Linked DNA regions of Columba livia: region 1 is linked to region 2. A link is a contact called in public Hi-C data. All regions are on one chromosome and are shown on one strand. The core of a region is the stretch at or near the end of the contact, and the rest is flanking DNA. Distances in the headings are between cores, read along the strand shown.

What was found. A called contact is a pair of places that touch in the nucleus more often than the background predicts.
Region 1: a Hi-C map of liver shows a contact between it and region 2, with 2.8 times the contacts expected there. The contact joins the enhancer-like site here to the promoter of RNF130 in region 2. A contact is called at or near these places in 2 of 2 Hi-C or Micro-C datasets (crop and liver).

What each region holds. Positions count from the first base shown.
Region 1 is chr14:7,605,983-7,613,370 of bColLiv1.pat.W.v2, reverse strand. MAML1 (mastermind like transcriptional coactivator 1) reads left to right here. Exons shown (of 5, transcript XM_065029806.1): 2 at 4,235-5,644. Among named protein-coding and RNA genes, the nearest start is that of MAML1, 9.7 kb to the left of the region's middle. Within about 2 kb of position 3,155, at least 2 of the 3 cell types and tissues checked have an H3K27ac peak away from gene starts, as active enhancers do.
Region 2 is chr14:7,436,688-7,444,126 of bColLiv1.pat.W.v2, reverse strand. RNF130 (ring finger protein 130) reads right to left here and starts at 4,948. Exons shown (of 9, transcript XM_065029802.1): 1 at 4,644-4,948; 2 at 4,282-4,566. The coding sequence starts at 4,716.

The DNA of each region.
Region 1 (7,388 bases), core at 1,906-4,405, 170 kb before region 2:
CAGAAGAGCTGGAGATGAAGGTTTAGAGCTTTTCCCATTTCTTGTGAGGCTCATGGCAGTTTGTGGACAGCTTTCCTGGAGCTCCCCAGCTGCCCTTGCAGTACAAACTCAATGTGGCTGAGCATCGGGGTGGTAAAACTGCTGGGTTTAAGATGGAGACAGAACATAGCTTATCAAAATTGTGTTGCCCATCTTCTGATGGAAGTGTTGTTGTTTGGCTGGGCATGTGTCCATCCCTGGCACTGTGGTTCTCTGTCCTAGTCAGGTACGGCGTGGATGTCCTGGAGGTTATATGGTCAGAGGCTGCTGGTGTCGGGCGTCTCTTGTGCTGGGTGACACCAGGGGTTTGTGTTTGTGTTCCTCACGTGAGGAACCCACAGTTAGGGCCTGACTTGCATGTGCACTCCTGCCATACCAAGTGTCTTTAGTATCTTTACTACTGTTTTGCTGGTGTGAATAAAATGCAGCTCTGATGTGATGTGGAGAAGGCACAGCCTGTGGCCCTTTCAGAAACTCCATATCCCATCGTGGGCCGAGGGGCCGAGGCTTGTGTGCATCCCCTGCTGTGCACTGTTCTCTGCACAGAGAGCTTAAGTACTTTGGATAAATGCTTTTGGGGTAATAGTTTTAGGCCAAGCTAAAGAGATCTTGGAGGTCTATCTGTTGTTAAGAAGTTGAGTAGGCTGGAAAATTGGGAATACATTTCTGTATCTGATCTGGTGACAATGGAAATGGTTCATTCCTGCGTTACAAATAAAATTGCTTGATTCTGCTAAGAAAACCAGGGACAGCATAGCAGAGGGCCACTGTGCCTTACAGGGTGATAGTGGACAATAAAACTAAAGCTGAAGGGATTTTCCTAGTGAGTAGAAAGCTATGATTTACTTTTGTCAGCATTTCTTCTCTTTTATTTTTTTGAGTTTTGGCAGAAGAGAGCAGGTTTTTCTTGCCTTGAGAACTCTGTTGGAGCAGCTTGATACGTAGATAGCTTGTAGTCTGACTTGTGTCTCACATAGTCCTTGTTGCTTTTTTTTCCCTAAACCCAGATTATTTGGCTGGATACAGACAAATAGGGCAAGAACTGAATATTTCCTTTTTCTGTTATGAAATCAAGATCTGAGATAATATGTAAGAAATGCATATAAGAAAAGAAATTCACAAGAGAAAGTTGCACTATTTGAAGAGTAGTTGTATGAATGTATTTGGTGTGAGAATTTCAGGCTCTGTTACTCAAAATTGAATATGAATAAATAAAAGGTATCAGAATGTATGTGTAATGGCAGAGGAGAAGGAACCCGTAACTTTTGGTTCCCACATATTTTTGTAACACTGTCTTTTCCAGAGAGAAGAAAGAAGGTAGAATATGGTTACTAAGTTAGTTTTAAGCTGGTTATATGTAGATAGTGTATATGTAGATAGTGTAACTACAGTGTAGACTTACTGCAATAAGTCGTGTTAATGTGAAAAGTGAACTAGGATGCAAGTGCATTTGGTGAATAGTTTCTAAAATTCAGAAATTAAGTGTCCTGGTTACAAACTGGGTTCAATCTTTTCTGGTGAGGGTAGAAGACAAGCAGATTTTCTTCTCTCTTACGTGTCTATTGGCTATTACGTGTACATGTAGGATATGTTTCAAATAATCTTAGATGTAGCTGAGGTGAAGCAAGGCTGGAAGCAGTCACCCTCAAATTTTAGTTCATTCCTGAGTTTATTTAAGTTACTTTTTATTTAATATCCCTTTCTGACAAAGGAATGTAGATTTAGGTGAAAGGAGGACTTTGTCTAGAGTAACTGAAGTCAAGATATCACCAAGAATCAGATATCTGAGCATTATGACTGTTAAAACTCATATACATATGAAAGCACCTACATGTTTTTATTGAGGGAAGGAGCCTATGATGAATATTAGAGGTCTGTGTCTCTTTCTAGACTACAGTACATGTAGTTTATAAGCACGGATGATTTAATTTTAGGTTAGTTGTATACATTGCAAATGTGGAGTACAGCAGCAAAGACCTTAGCACGTAACAACTTTTGCAATATATGTCCAGCAACCAAGGTGGGTTCTGCAGCCTGTGAAGAGCTGTGTGCAATTATCACTATAAAGCCACCAAAATCCTCATTGCCTTGAGTTGTCTATAAGAATGATAATTATATCAATGACCAGAATGGGCATACATTTGTTTTTAATATAGAAATTGGAAATAATATGTTCAGTATACAAAACCAAATTATTACTTTTGTCAGTTTTCAGGGGGTGTGTTTTCCCCTAATGATTTAGAATTAAGGATGATCCATTCCCAAACTTCGAGTGATTGACTCATCATATGACCTTGAGCAGGTTACTCATCCACCTTCAGCTTCAGTTTTCCCAGTTGGAGAATTATGTAAACAATGGGAAACGTGGCTGAAAGGCAGATGTTGGGATTAAGTTAAAGCTTTCTGGTGTTAGTTTTGCCTTTTTACATAACAAGGAAAATTTCATAGGTGTTTTTTTCAAGTCAGTATTTGAAAAATTCACTCTAGATCTGCTACTTCAAGCTGTAGACGTGATATTCAGATGAAGAGAGCTCAAGTTTCAGTCTCTACTCCAGATGTACCTCATCTCATCTTAGCAGGTCTTCTGCTACTCTCACTACTCTGCTACTATATTCATGAACCATCTGGAAGATCATAGTTTCCTGGGAAGCTACAGTCTGTCCCTCAGATATACATATGATTTTGCTGCTACCTATGAAAGCGTTAAACAAATAGTGGTTTGTTGGTTTTTTTTTCTGAAGGTCAGCTAACTGTAGACTGTTTAAAAAAAATTACAACAATTAACTGTGAACGAGTCCTTCCATCATTAAATCAAAGAATGCTGTTGCCCAGGCAAGCGCTGTGAAATTCTTCTGATAATTTATGCTGGCTCTACACACAACCTCTTGCTTGAGCACTGAGATCTTGAGGTTTCCCCTGTTTGTTCTTGGATGAGACAGCTTTCCCCTAGGGTGAGTGGACTTGCATCGTGGAGACTGCAAGTAATATTAAAATAAGCATACTTGTCGTGAGGGTTGTTTAACGAGCTGCTTCTCTGCCATCTGAGCGTGCTGTGGGGTGAATCAGGCTGCAGCTGGGCAGCTGTTTGTGGGGCTTCTCCTCGTGTGTCCTGCTGGGACATACAAAGGGATGTGGGACAGGCCGGGAGCTGGCAGAGCTTTCCCTCTCCGAGCACACTGCTCCCTTTGGGCAGCCTCTCTGCCTGCCAGGGTTGGCTGTGGTGTGGTGCTTCCAGCACAAGCAAAGCACTACTGTTGTTTTTTACAGAATGCACCTGAGGGAAGGAAGAGTTTGTAGTCATCTTTGATGTGTGTGTAAATTCTGTTTTCAGATGTTCTTGACGTCACTGGAAAGAACTTTATACTTGAAAGCCTGCTGGCAGGAAAGAAGCTGAACAAAGCCTCTCGAACTCTGCTTGTTACTATTGCTGTACCCTCCGCTTGCTTCTAGGTGGCACTGTGAGAAAAAGAATATGTGCGTTCACTGGCCATGAGAAGCCAACTGTCGGGCTGGTTGGTGCTGTGCTGGTCACAGTGCAGAGAGGAGCAGCTGGTGAATACTCTGGGAGAAAGGAGCAAACTTCCTTTGCCGTGATAGAATTGACTGAACTCTGAATTGCGTTTTACATAAGCGTGAAACGGTGGTGGCCTAGTGACAAACGGGCTTTGCTTTAGTACCAAAAATGTGATAGTGTACAAAATGTGTATGTGTAGTTCTTTTCTAAAAATTATAATCACAAGAGGAATTGTTCTTTTTCTCTAAATATTTACATTTGAAACTGCTTTATAAAGCAGTGTTACAGAACAATTTTACCATGTGTACACGGGCAAAATAAAATACACGGTTTTATTCACATCCAAAGTTTGAATCTTAACATTCTTCAATGTTTTTGCATTTAGAACAGGAAAAATCGTAGTATGTTCTGGTTCACAGCAGCTTTTGGTTTTGGTTGAAGGATGGCTCTGTTTGGTGCAGTACATATTTTTGAAAGTCTGTCCTAACAGACTGTAGAAGGGAAGTCATCTCAAGTGATGACTTGTAAAGCAAATCTTATCAAAGCACAGATCTAACTGCTTTTTTTTTTCCTAAAATGCTTTAGTTAGTGGTAAACAGTGTTGTCACAAGAAATAAAAATCCTAATCTATGAAACATTAAACTAATCCTCTCTTTTTTTTGTTTTTGTTTTTTTTAGCAGCTCCATGAGACTGTGAAAAGAAAGCTCGATAGTGCCGCTTCCCCGCAGAACGGAGACCAGCAGAATGGCTACGGTGATGTCTTTTCTGTGTCCAAGAAACTGCGTCGTGATGATGGTCTTGGTGGAGTGAGTGGTTCTTCCAATGGAATGCCCCCTGTGTCTCCACTCCATCATCTCGACAAGAAATCTGGCAGCGGAGATACCTTACAGCTTAACGGAAAACATCCGATGGGGCTGGATGGCATCAGCAAGAAGTGTCTTCCAGATACCAACCTGCAGATGAATGGAGGTGGTGATGCCGATGACTCATTTCCTCTGAGTTTGAACAAAGAGCTGAAGCAGGAGCCTGTAGATGATCTTCCATGTATGATTGCTGGAGCAGGGGGTTCTATCTCGCAGAATAACTTGATGCCCGATCTTAATCTTAATGAGCAAGAGTGGAAAGAACTTATTGAGGAGCTTAATAGATCAGTGCCTGATGAAGACATGAAGGATCTCTTTAATGAAGACTTTGAAGAGAAGAAAGACGCAGATTCTTCAAATTCAGCTGCACAGACTCCGTTGCCACAAGATATTAACATAAAGACTGAGTTCTCCCCAGCACCCTTTGAACAGGAACAGATGGGATCTCCTCAGGTTAGATCCACTTCTTCAGGTCCAGCATTTATTGGTGCTCCTTCTGTACCTGTAAGTGCCGCTTCTCCAGCGGTTGGTAGTTCTCAGGCTATATTTCAGCCTTCCAGTCAATCAATGACTGAAAATCCTACTCAGCCCATGATGCAGGCATCAAACCACTCTCAAAACGTCCAGAGGCCTCTCCCCAATGTGTTGTTACCTGGGAAGGGTGCAGGAAGTGCCAAAGAAATGTCTTCTGCTCATCAACTTCAGCAGATTGCTGCCAAGCAGAAGAGAGACCAGATGTTGCAGAACCAGCAACAAGCTTCACAAGTTCACCAGACAAATCAAATGTCTACTTGGCAACAGTCTGGGCCTTCTCATAGTCCACTGGCTGTCCCATATACCATGGAAAACCCCACCAGCCCGTCAGTTTACCAGCCAGACTTCAACAATCAAAAACTCATGATGCCTAATATGGGAAACAAAAGCTCGCCGAGAGCTGGAGGCAATTACCATGTGAACATTTTGGGTCATCAGCAAAACAGCTTGAACCAGAACCCTGTGAATAGTCAAGGCTCGATGCTGGACTATGGGAACACCAAACCCCTTTCACATTACAAAGCAGAATGTGAACAGGGGGTTCCAGTATCTGGGCAGAACAAGCCCCCCATGTTGGCCTACATCCAACAACGCCAGCAGGCACCGCTGGCTCACGTGAGCGATGACCAAAATGGGATGATCCTGTTGAAACCCAAATCTGGAAACATTGCCTACCGACTACCGCACAGTCAGGTGAATGTTCTGGCTTTTATTACTTTTGTTTAGTAGCAGATCCAAGGTTTTGCGAGAGGGTGTTAGATCCGTAAGACTAGAGTACAGATTACCTGGTATTGTTTCAATACAGTTGCTGCATGGTTTTAAAGAAGAAAGATATAATATACAATCAGCTGACACAAGAATCAAGAACTCTGTTTTCCGCTGAGGACAGTTTTTTTAACACTCAGTTCTAAGTCATGTGGTGATGCGTGATTTTCAGCTTTATGTATTTTGTGGGCAACAAATTATGTCATGCTTCATAGAAGCTTCTACTTACAGAGGTAAATAGATGCTTTGTAAACTTTTGCCTAAAATAACTGGTGCGAAACTGTAGTGTTAAACAGTGTTCTCAAAGAAGCTTTGATTTCTTTACCTTCTTTTTAGTCCTTACTTGTGTCAGAGTTGGCTTACTGTATATAAAAAGACATACCTTTGGTTGCTGCTTTTTGAAGAGAGATGGAAGTGGGGGCTGCATTCCTGATTTCTTTGGTGTTACTTGGGACTTTTGAAATCTAAGGTTTTGTTACTGGTTACTCTGGGGATTGAGGAAGTATGGAATAGGAGAGAAATAGATCTGTAAGCATGAGTAACATAGCATATTTGTCTGCTAGAAGCAATGTGCTTCAGGTTTTCTTGTAAAGGAAAAATCCAGCTGCTGCTGCTTTGCCTTACGTAAAACTGATACTACAGCTATTCTGCAGGTGAAAATGTATGTAGTGGATGGAGGGTATAGGCTCACTGGGATTCTGTAATGTGCCTGCAATGCACACAGTGGAGGGCTTGTTGAGAAGAAAGGTCTCTTTTATAAGGATTAAAGCTCCTCTAGCAAAAGCTGTTGGAGATCTGACTCTAGTCATATGTTCCCTCAACAAAACAAAAAACCCATGAGAGATCCAATTAGTCTGTGATGAAGACCACACTGGCATACAAATAAAAATATGGGATCAACGTGTGCTTTATGAGGCACAAAATGTCAGTCTCTGTAAAACGTAGCAGAAGTAACAATCTAATGACATGTTGATGGAAGAAAAATGGAAAAGAGATGATTGTGTGTGTCACATCTCCCCCTCCCTGAAAGACATGAGGATGACCTTGCACCTACACTGCCACGCTTGCACTGCATGAACAGAAATGCTGATGGATGCTTCTTGAGGATTTCTCAAAAGCTTGCGTATAGAACAACTTAGCACAGCTTTACCTATATTTCACTCATGATTTCATATAAACTGCAGAGGGTGAGAACCAGCAGCCGAACCCGTCAGCTGAATTCTGAACTTGAAAGCAGTATTTGCATAACTGGAGATGAGGCTGAACTGTGCTTAAAATGATAAAATTGTCAAATTTCAAATGGATTAGCTGGTACAAAGAGAACAGTATCAGATCCTTCATGATGATAATTTCATGTTATTTTTGCTTATCCCAAGTTCCAATCTGCTAAAAAAGAGTTATGAAAAATTAATGATAACAGGCTTATATGTAGTACTATTTTTCTCTGTGGAATATGGTGATGGTTGAATTGCTGCAAAAGTATGTTAAGACTCATTTTGATCAGTAATAGCCTTCTTCCCTTTCACCTGCAAATAGTAAATACTTTGATACTAAAAAAAGCAACTTGGCGGGGGGGGATAGAAAATCACTTGCTGAATTAAATGTAGACAGAAGAGGCAGAATTTAAATAAGTGTTTTGTATAAGGAAAATTTAAAATGTGGTGTTTGTAAA
Region 2 (7,439 bases), core at 3,699-6,198:
CAATGAGTTACGTACAGCAACATTTTCTTTTCAAGAACTATTTCAGGTGACTGCTGTGACTAAAGCTGGCTTTAACACTAAAAGAAACTCTTTGAATACGAGATAATCTTGTTCAGGGAAGATGTTAAACAAAGAAGATCACCAAAGCTTAGAAGAGTCCTGCTAATAGTTAAGATTTCATCTTGTTCACTCAGTAAGTATACTACAATTATGACTATAAACTTCAATATATAACCTCCACTTTTGTTATCAATTAATGACTACTAATTAAACTGGATATTGAGACCAATGGTAAAGGATGGATGCATGCACAAGGTTTTTCTCCCACTGCTCTACATTTATTGATATATTTGCTTGTTGCATTTTCCTAAAGCTTATTGCTTTGGATTCTGGGCTGGAAAGAAACACAAAATTCTGTCTGAATACCACCTAAAGCTCTACAGTTACCAGGAAACCATCATTTTAAACCTTCTGCAGCTACAACGTGTTCACGCAGCATGTTTATGAAGTGTCAGATGTTACAAAACGCTATAGTTAAGAGTTCCATGCACAAGATACACCTCTGTTCGTAACATTGTGCCAATACTGTGTCTGCCCCACTTCCACCTTTTTCTAACGTACGCTTTTCCTCAAATTCTCATTCTCCGTGCCCAGCCACAGCCCTACTAACCCCTTCAGCTGACACCTCCCCTTTCCACGAGTTCTTTCTCCAATGCAGCTTTCATACAACCATCACCTCCCACAGCCCTTCAAAATCCACCCTTTGCCACTCACCCTTCAGTCCCCATCTCCATGTCCAGACCCACCAGCAGTAACCCAGGCTCAACGCTCACAGAAGAGTCCTGTTCGCCACGGAGAACGTTTTTGAGGGAACTAAGCCATAAAGCACTGCAGTTTGTACCAAGAACCGTTAAAGTGAGTTTTCGATGGCTTCTATCTTGGTTTGTCCCAGCAAGAGGAATACGCCCAACACCTGAAGGTCAGCAACACAGCTGGTGTCAGGCATCTAATACCAGAGACACCTACAAGTGGAGGTCACCGGAGTGGATGGTGGGTTGACCACTTATGTGATGCACATACAGACACTGCCACAGCTGCCCAGGCAGCTACTGTGGGAAGTTTGGGCTGAAACGCCTGTTATTTGTGACTCTGTGGAACCGGAATAAAGGACTGAATGGGAAGTCCTCAGTAACCTCACCAAAGAGATGACAAACCTGAACTATCAGAAAAGCTGCATCAGGCTGTGAAGATCCATTTCACTATTATCCTCCCATGAAGAACAAGACAAGCGGTTTTCAATCATCTGTAAGCATTCATATCTAGAAGCTGTTTGAAACACTCCTCTAATAAGAAATTATTTAAGTCATGATAAAAGCTAAAGGAAGAAAGAAAAGGAGCTAGAAGTGGAAGAATGGAAGAGAGACAATGGAGAAACTCCGCTGGTACTGTGCATTTAATGCGCTTGGAAAGTTCTCCGTACACAGGTGCTGTATTTACACCCAGCACCTGACTGTGAGCGGCAGCTGTTGGAGCTGCACTTCCCCAAGGCACACTCACAAGCAGTCATGCAATTACCGCTGTATCAGTTCCAGGGGAACATCGCTTTTGAAAGCCAGTATTAGCTTCATATGGGTCTAGAAAAAGAACAGGGCAAGTTTTAATACATGTGTTAACATAACAAGGTTGAATTTGATTGAAGAAATTCTGCTAAAGAAACAGAAGTTATTCAATATATCATTCTTCGCTGACATTTAAAGGATGGGTAATCACACGGGACTGTCAGCTTCAGAAAATACATAAAATATTTGGCATATTCAAGAACACAAGTTAAAAAAAACAAACACTGCAGAGCACAACACTTAAAATCACAGGCTGTGCTATTACAAATTGTGTATGTTCAGCAGCAGATCATTGGTCCTAAATCTTGAATTAGCGAATTCATTTATTTTCCTCCAGGTAATGTATAAAGGATCTTAATGCAGCATAGTGTGACACTAAGGACATTTCAGCTCTAAAACACGGATGCCCCAGCCTACTCACGTTGATGGAAATTTCAATGGATAGCCCAAGAATGGGCAAAAGTTTGACATCAAAGCAATTTCGGATTAAAGGTATTTTCAGACATAGTTGCTAACAGCTGTAGAGTTCTTTTCTTCTCAGGATACATGAGAACCGGGGTAGAGCATTTACTGCTCCAACAGCAGAGGCCAGTGCCAGCTACTCGTGTCAAGAGCTTTTGGAAAAAAATATCTTGCAAACAAGTCCTAGAGCAATATTAACAGGCGGATAAGAAGACATTAGAGCAATTACTTCCAGCAAAACAGCATCATCTTTCGTCAAATCTAGATAAAAAATAGCAAAGACTATGAACATAAGCGTTCCAGAAAATCTTAAATATTCCAATCTTCCCTACTACATGAAATATTTTTAAGCCATATGAAGTGTGTCCTGGCAAAATTAAAATAAAATGTATACTATATAGCAACCTACATAGAAAATTCAGAAGACCTTCAAAGGAAGACAACTGCTGCTTTAACGGGCTGTTGAGGAACAGAAGGACAAAACTCAATCTCTTCAAAGTTTCAGTGACTGCACCATGTCAAAACTGCAGAAATTAAGGTCTGCAATTTCGTGTTTCCTGATGGGCTTTCTCACTGAAGTTATTCATGATACAATACTTAGCAGTAAGGTATAAAAATGCTGTTTATGCACTGCTCAGAATTTTATTTAGCTCTTTTCTCATTATCAGCTTCCACTGAAAACGCTGTCAGACTCCCTCAACATTTTAATTACACTTCAATGAAGATCATACCAAAAGAAAGCAGAAAATGTTATAGCGGCAGGTTAAAAAGTAGTTAATATCTTCTTTTCTCGACAAATAATGAAGCTACTAAACAAAACCAGCATTTTGATACCTTATATATATACTAAAAGACAGTGTGTTTTAAAACCTTAAAAATACCACTTGCAGTAACAGTGTTCATGTGCCTCACCGTTGATTTCATCCGGAGGTTGGGGTGTGTGTGTTTAAGTGAGGAACACCAGGAAGCACAAGAAGGAAAAACTGAGCATATTTGACAACAGCTGCCTCTGAGAGCATAAGGCAGGTAGGATTTGAAGTACAAATTAGAAACATTTTACAGTAGATGTGGTCAAAGATTTCTGCTTCCTCACCCTTCAACCCAAAATATGCTATATTAATATATTCTAGTTAATACTTCACAAAGCTAATGAAATCAAGGTTCAATGAGACTGGCAAGCATCTGCTGATGCACAGCTGGCTTCACACATCCTAGAAGCTTACAGCAGGCTACCTAGCAGGGTGCATTTTGTTCTGAAGACGCATTGAAGTATTTTCTTAATCTTAAGACTTGGTAAATTCTCAAAAGCTTTTAGTAATAACAGTAGTTCTGCATTATCAGTTATTTTTGAAAACTCCTAATATTGACCACTCCGAGTCTAGTTTTAACTGACTACATCGTTTCACTTAATGCATTATTCACAGGTTTACTGTCCAGGAGACGGGTTGGGACCACTGTGATCCATCAAGTGGTTCATTTCTTAAAGGCGGCAGTTTATATAATGTCAAGAAGGGTTTTCCAAATAAGATGCTACTTAACCCACTTCATTATGGCTGAAGTGATTGGCTTTACTTCCGGCAAAACTCAAGATAATACTCTCACTTGTTTAAATTAGTGTTCTCTATAAAACCCAGCATTTCTCAGGAAACAATCAATAGACAGCAGCTTCACTTAAAAATAAACACTTATTTGGAAGGACTACACAGTGTTCAGTACTGCAAACAACCGAATTTTGGACTGGCCATGAATGTAACAGCTTGATAGTCCTTTCAGTCTCGATGGACAGCTTAAACAGCATCTTTAAGAAAGGCACACTGAACGATCACGACTTCATGCAGCTGCAAAAGCCATCCAGATGTGCATCTATCACAGTGAGACAGCTGTGCAGCTGTTCTGAGATCCATGGAATCACTGTAGCCAAATACTATTAACCATCGCTACCGACCCCCCGTAATTAGTTTAGAAATAACAACCTCATCCCTCAGTATGACTAACCTACACGGATCCGTGCAGGAAAACACATTATGCTTTGCAGAGCTGTTACGAAGACCAGCACTCTCGGATCACGGATTTTTTTTCCTTACTATTATTTTCCCCTGGGCAGGTCCTCCCTCTTCTTTTGTCAGAACTCTCTAGGAAAAAGTCTGCAGAGCTCAGACAAAGGCCAAAACCCACCCGACGGCCGCGAAGGGCGCGTTACCTCCGTTGATGGGCACGGGAGTCACCAGCAGGCCCTTGACCTCCACCTTGGGGGAATCCTGCCCGTAGCGGCCGCGGTCGATCCTCAGCAGCGTGGGGCCGCCTCGCTCGGGGCTCAGCACCGTCACGTTGATCAGCGCGGTGTAGTACGCCTGGCTGGCGTTGTCGGCGCCGGCCGGCCGGAGCCGGCAGTGCCAGAGCAGCAGCAGCAGCAGGACGGAGGAGCCGCCGTTCCGGTACCGGCCAGCCCACCACCAGCTCATCTTCGCCTCCGGGCGAGCCGCCGGCCCTCACCGGTCGCCTCCTCCGCTGCTCCCCACGCTCGCTCGCTGCAGCACCAAGTCCCGCACGCCCGCGGGTGTTTTATCCCATCTGACAGCCCGGGAGCACAGAAAGACCAAAAGCAGGCGGAGGGGGGAGGAGAGCACGGGCTCATGCCATGGGAGGAGCCAGGGCAGGCATGGCAGGTCCCAGCCGAGTCCGATCCGCCAGCCGCGGCCCCGGGGAGAAGCCGCTCGGGGCGAGCCCCACTCCGCCGGCCCCTCAGGGCGCCGCGCTCATGCCGCCCGCCTGCCGCCGCGGGGGAGCCCCGGCCGCCCGCCTCTGCCCGGGCCGGCCGAGCGGAGGGGAGGAGGTGGGGGCGGCGCCGCGGCCCCCTCCCCGCACAGCCCCGCGCCGACACCGAGGAGGCCGCCGGGAGGAGCCGCCGCTGCCGCCTCAGTCGCGCTCACACACGGTCGCGGGGCTCGCCGCGCCGCCTGGCTTCTCGGGGTTCGCCGCTGCCTTAGTGCGGCGGGCAGCGCATCCCGCTGCCCAGGCCAGCGGCCGCAGCCGGTGATCGCCGCTCCATGCTCGGCTCGGCTCGTCCCGAGGCCCCCACGCCTTCCCGCAGCCACGCCGCTCACCGCCGGCTCCGCGCCCGGCGCCTCGACTGCAGCCCGGCGCTGCCCGCACTGCGCAGGCGCGCCCCGCCCCGCCCAGCGCCACGAGGGCGAGAGGCGGGGCCGGAGGGGCGAGAGCCACGCCCACAATGGGGAGGGGCGGAGTCCTGATGTATGACGTCACCGCGGGTGCGGTGACGTCAGGAAGGCGGCCATGGCGGGGGTGCGGGGTTGCAAGGGACACTTGGCTCTGGCGACCCGCGGTTCTTCAAGGAGCGCGGTGTAGCGACACACGCGGCTCGTCAGTATCTGGAATCTCCAGATCAGGAGCAATGACCATCAAAAAGAGACGAGAGATGCTGTAAAAGTGTGTCTGAAAACGGGGAAAGGGGCTGGATGTGCGCGAAGAGGTGGGGTGTGCTCCATGTGCGCAGTTAGTGCTGAGAGGGCTCTTGGGGCAGGAACAGCACGGCCTCTGGGTCAGGATTTGGTCACTCCTACCTAGTTTGGGGTTACTCACTCCTGGCATGCTAAATTGGGAAATTTTACAAGCACTCAAATGTTGTTAATAAATATTAATCCCATGAAATATTGCAAAACAGGACTTAGATTAATAACTCTAACAACATAGTTTTAAGGATTTTGGCTTCTTAAAGGTGTAATAAATTAAGGGCCACCTCGGATTTTGAAAGGCAATCTATCTGAAAATCATTTATGGCAAAGAAACCAAGTACTGCAGGGATGTGAGTTAGGATATTTTCTAAATTTCTGAACAAATAGCTGTGCTGCTGTTCTTCTGAGAGGCGGTCTCCTTGGTGACTTCCCCAGCTGCTTGGGAAGGCCCTCCCATAAGCCTGGTGTTTAACCTAAAGCATCTTATTAAACTGTTCTTTTTTTGGAAGGTTCTGTAGTTTGCCCATTTGTGATGCACCTGGTCGCATATACAGGCAAGATAACATCACCAAAGCTCAGTCTGTTTCCTTGAGATGCACATGGTGGGTCTAACCCTGCCCTTGCAGAGACCCACGTGTGCCCAAGGAAAGCAGCAGGCTTGCAAACCTGGGAGCAGGATGGACCTGTGGGCTCTGCTGATGCCATGTCGCTTGTGGCTCTGTAACAAGAAGCTGTTTAGTAAAACCTCTATAGAAACAGAAATACAGCACAAGAAACCTTTCTGAAGCAGCAGCTGAACGTTCTACTTCCGCTTTAAAAAAATTAATATTAAATTTTGCTCTTCTTGATAAATGCTGGGTGAGGAACCACGTGCCATTAGTGGCTTCTCAACATTTCACCTGAACTTTCACCCCACCCGGAGGGCGCGACTCGTGGCAAACACGCTGATACTGCACCGTGCAGGACACATTTTGGCGCCGTTCTCGTAGTGCAGACACCGTTTTGATGCAAAGTCCTGTGCTTCGTTGCTGAAATGTCCTCCGAAGGGGCCAAGGAGTCCTAGAGCCTGAAGGATTCATTGCTATTACTGCGCTGACCTTCAGGGAAGGATCTCAAAGCACTTTTGGAAAGCACTCAGACAACATTCACTTGCTGTGTTAGAAGCAAAACAAGACAAAGGGCCCAGCCAGTGACTTCCCAGTTCCCTTTTCTTACCACAAGAAGGTGGCTTCATGTTTCACCCTATCCGGTTTCCTGTGGGCTGCGTTTCTGCTCAAATCCACGCGCAGGGGCTGCCTGCTTGGTCCTGTCCACATCCCTCCCCACGCAGCAGGAGCCGGGAGGTTGCTCTGTGCCAGGCTGCTCCTCTCCTGCCTTCCTAAAAACTATGCCTTGAAAATGCACCACAGGAGCCATGTCACAAAAACTACACGTCACAAGAACTGCCTCCTTTGTGCCACTTCCCTCTGCTGGTGGGGCTGGATGAAGAGGCTGGAGCTGAGGGGATGTCTCCATGTCTCCCCACCATGCATAGGGCAACCAATGGCTATTCCTCAGGGGACATTTTTCTGGTGGACAAATGGCACTGAGGTCTTTCCAAGTCACCACAGGGCTGGGGAGGGAGCCGTGGCTCAGGTTTCACTTTGGCTCCTGATGACTTTTCTTCTTGAGGAACGGCCATAAATCCATATTGAAGGGTGATTGTAATAGGAAATTCCCTTCTGAAAGGAACAGAGGGCCCAATATGCAGAGCTGACCCTCATCTTAGGGAAGTTTGTAGTCTACCCGGAGCCCGGATCAAGGATATTGCTAGAGAGCTCCCCAAATTGGTGCACCCGACAGACTACTACCTGCTGCTGGTCTTTTTGAGAAAAAACTTCTTCTC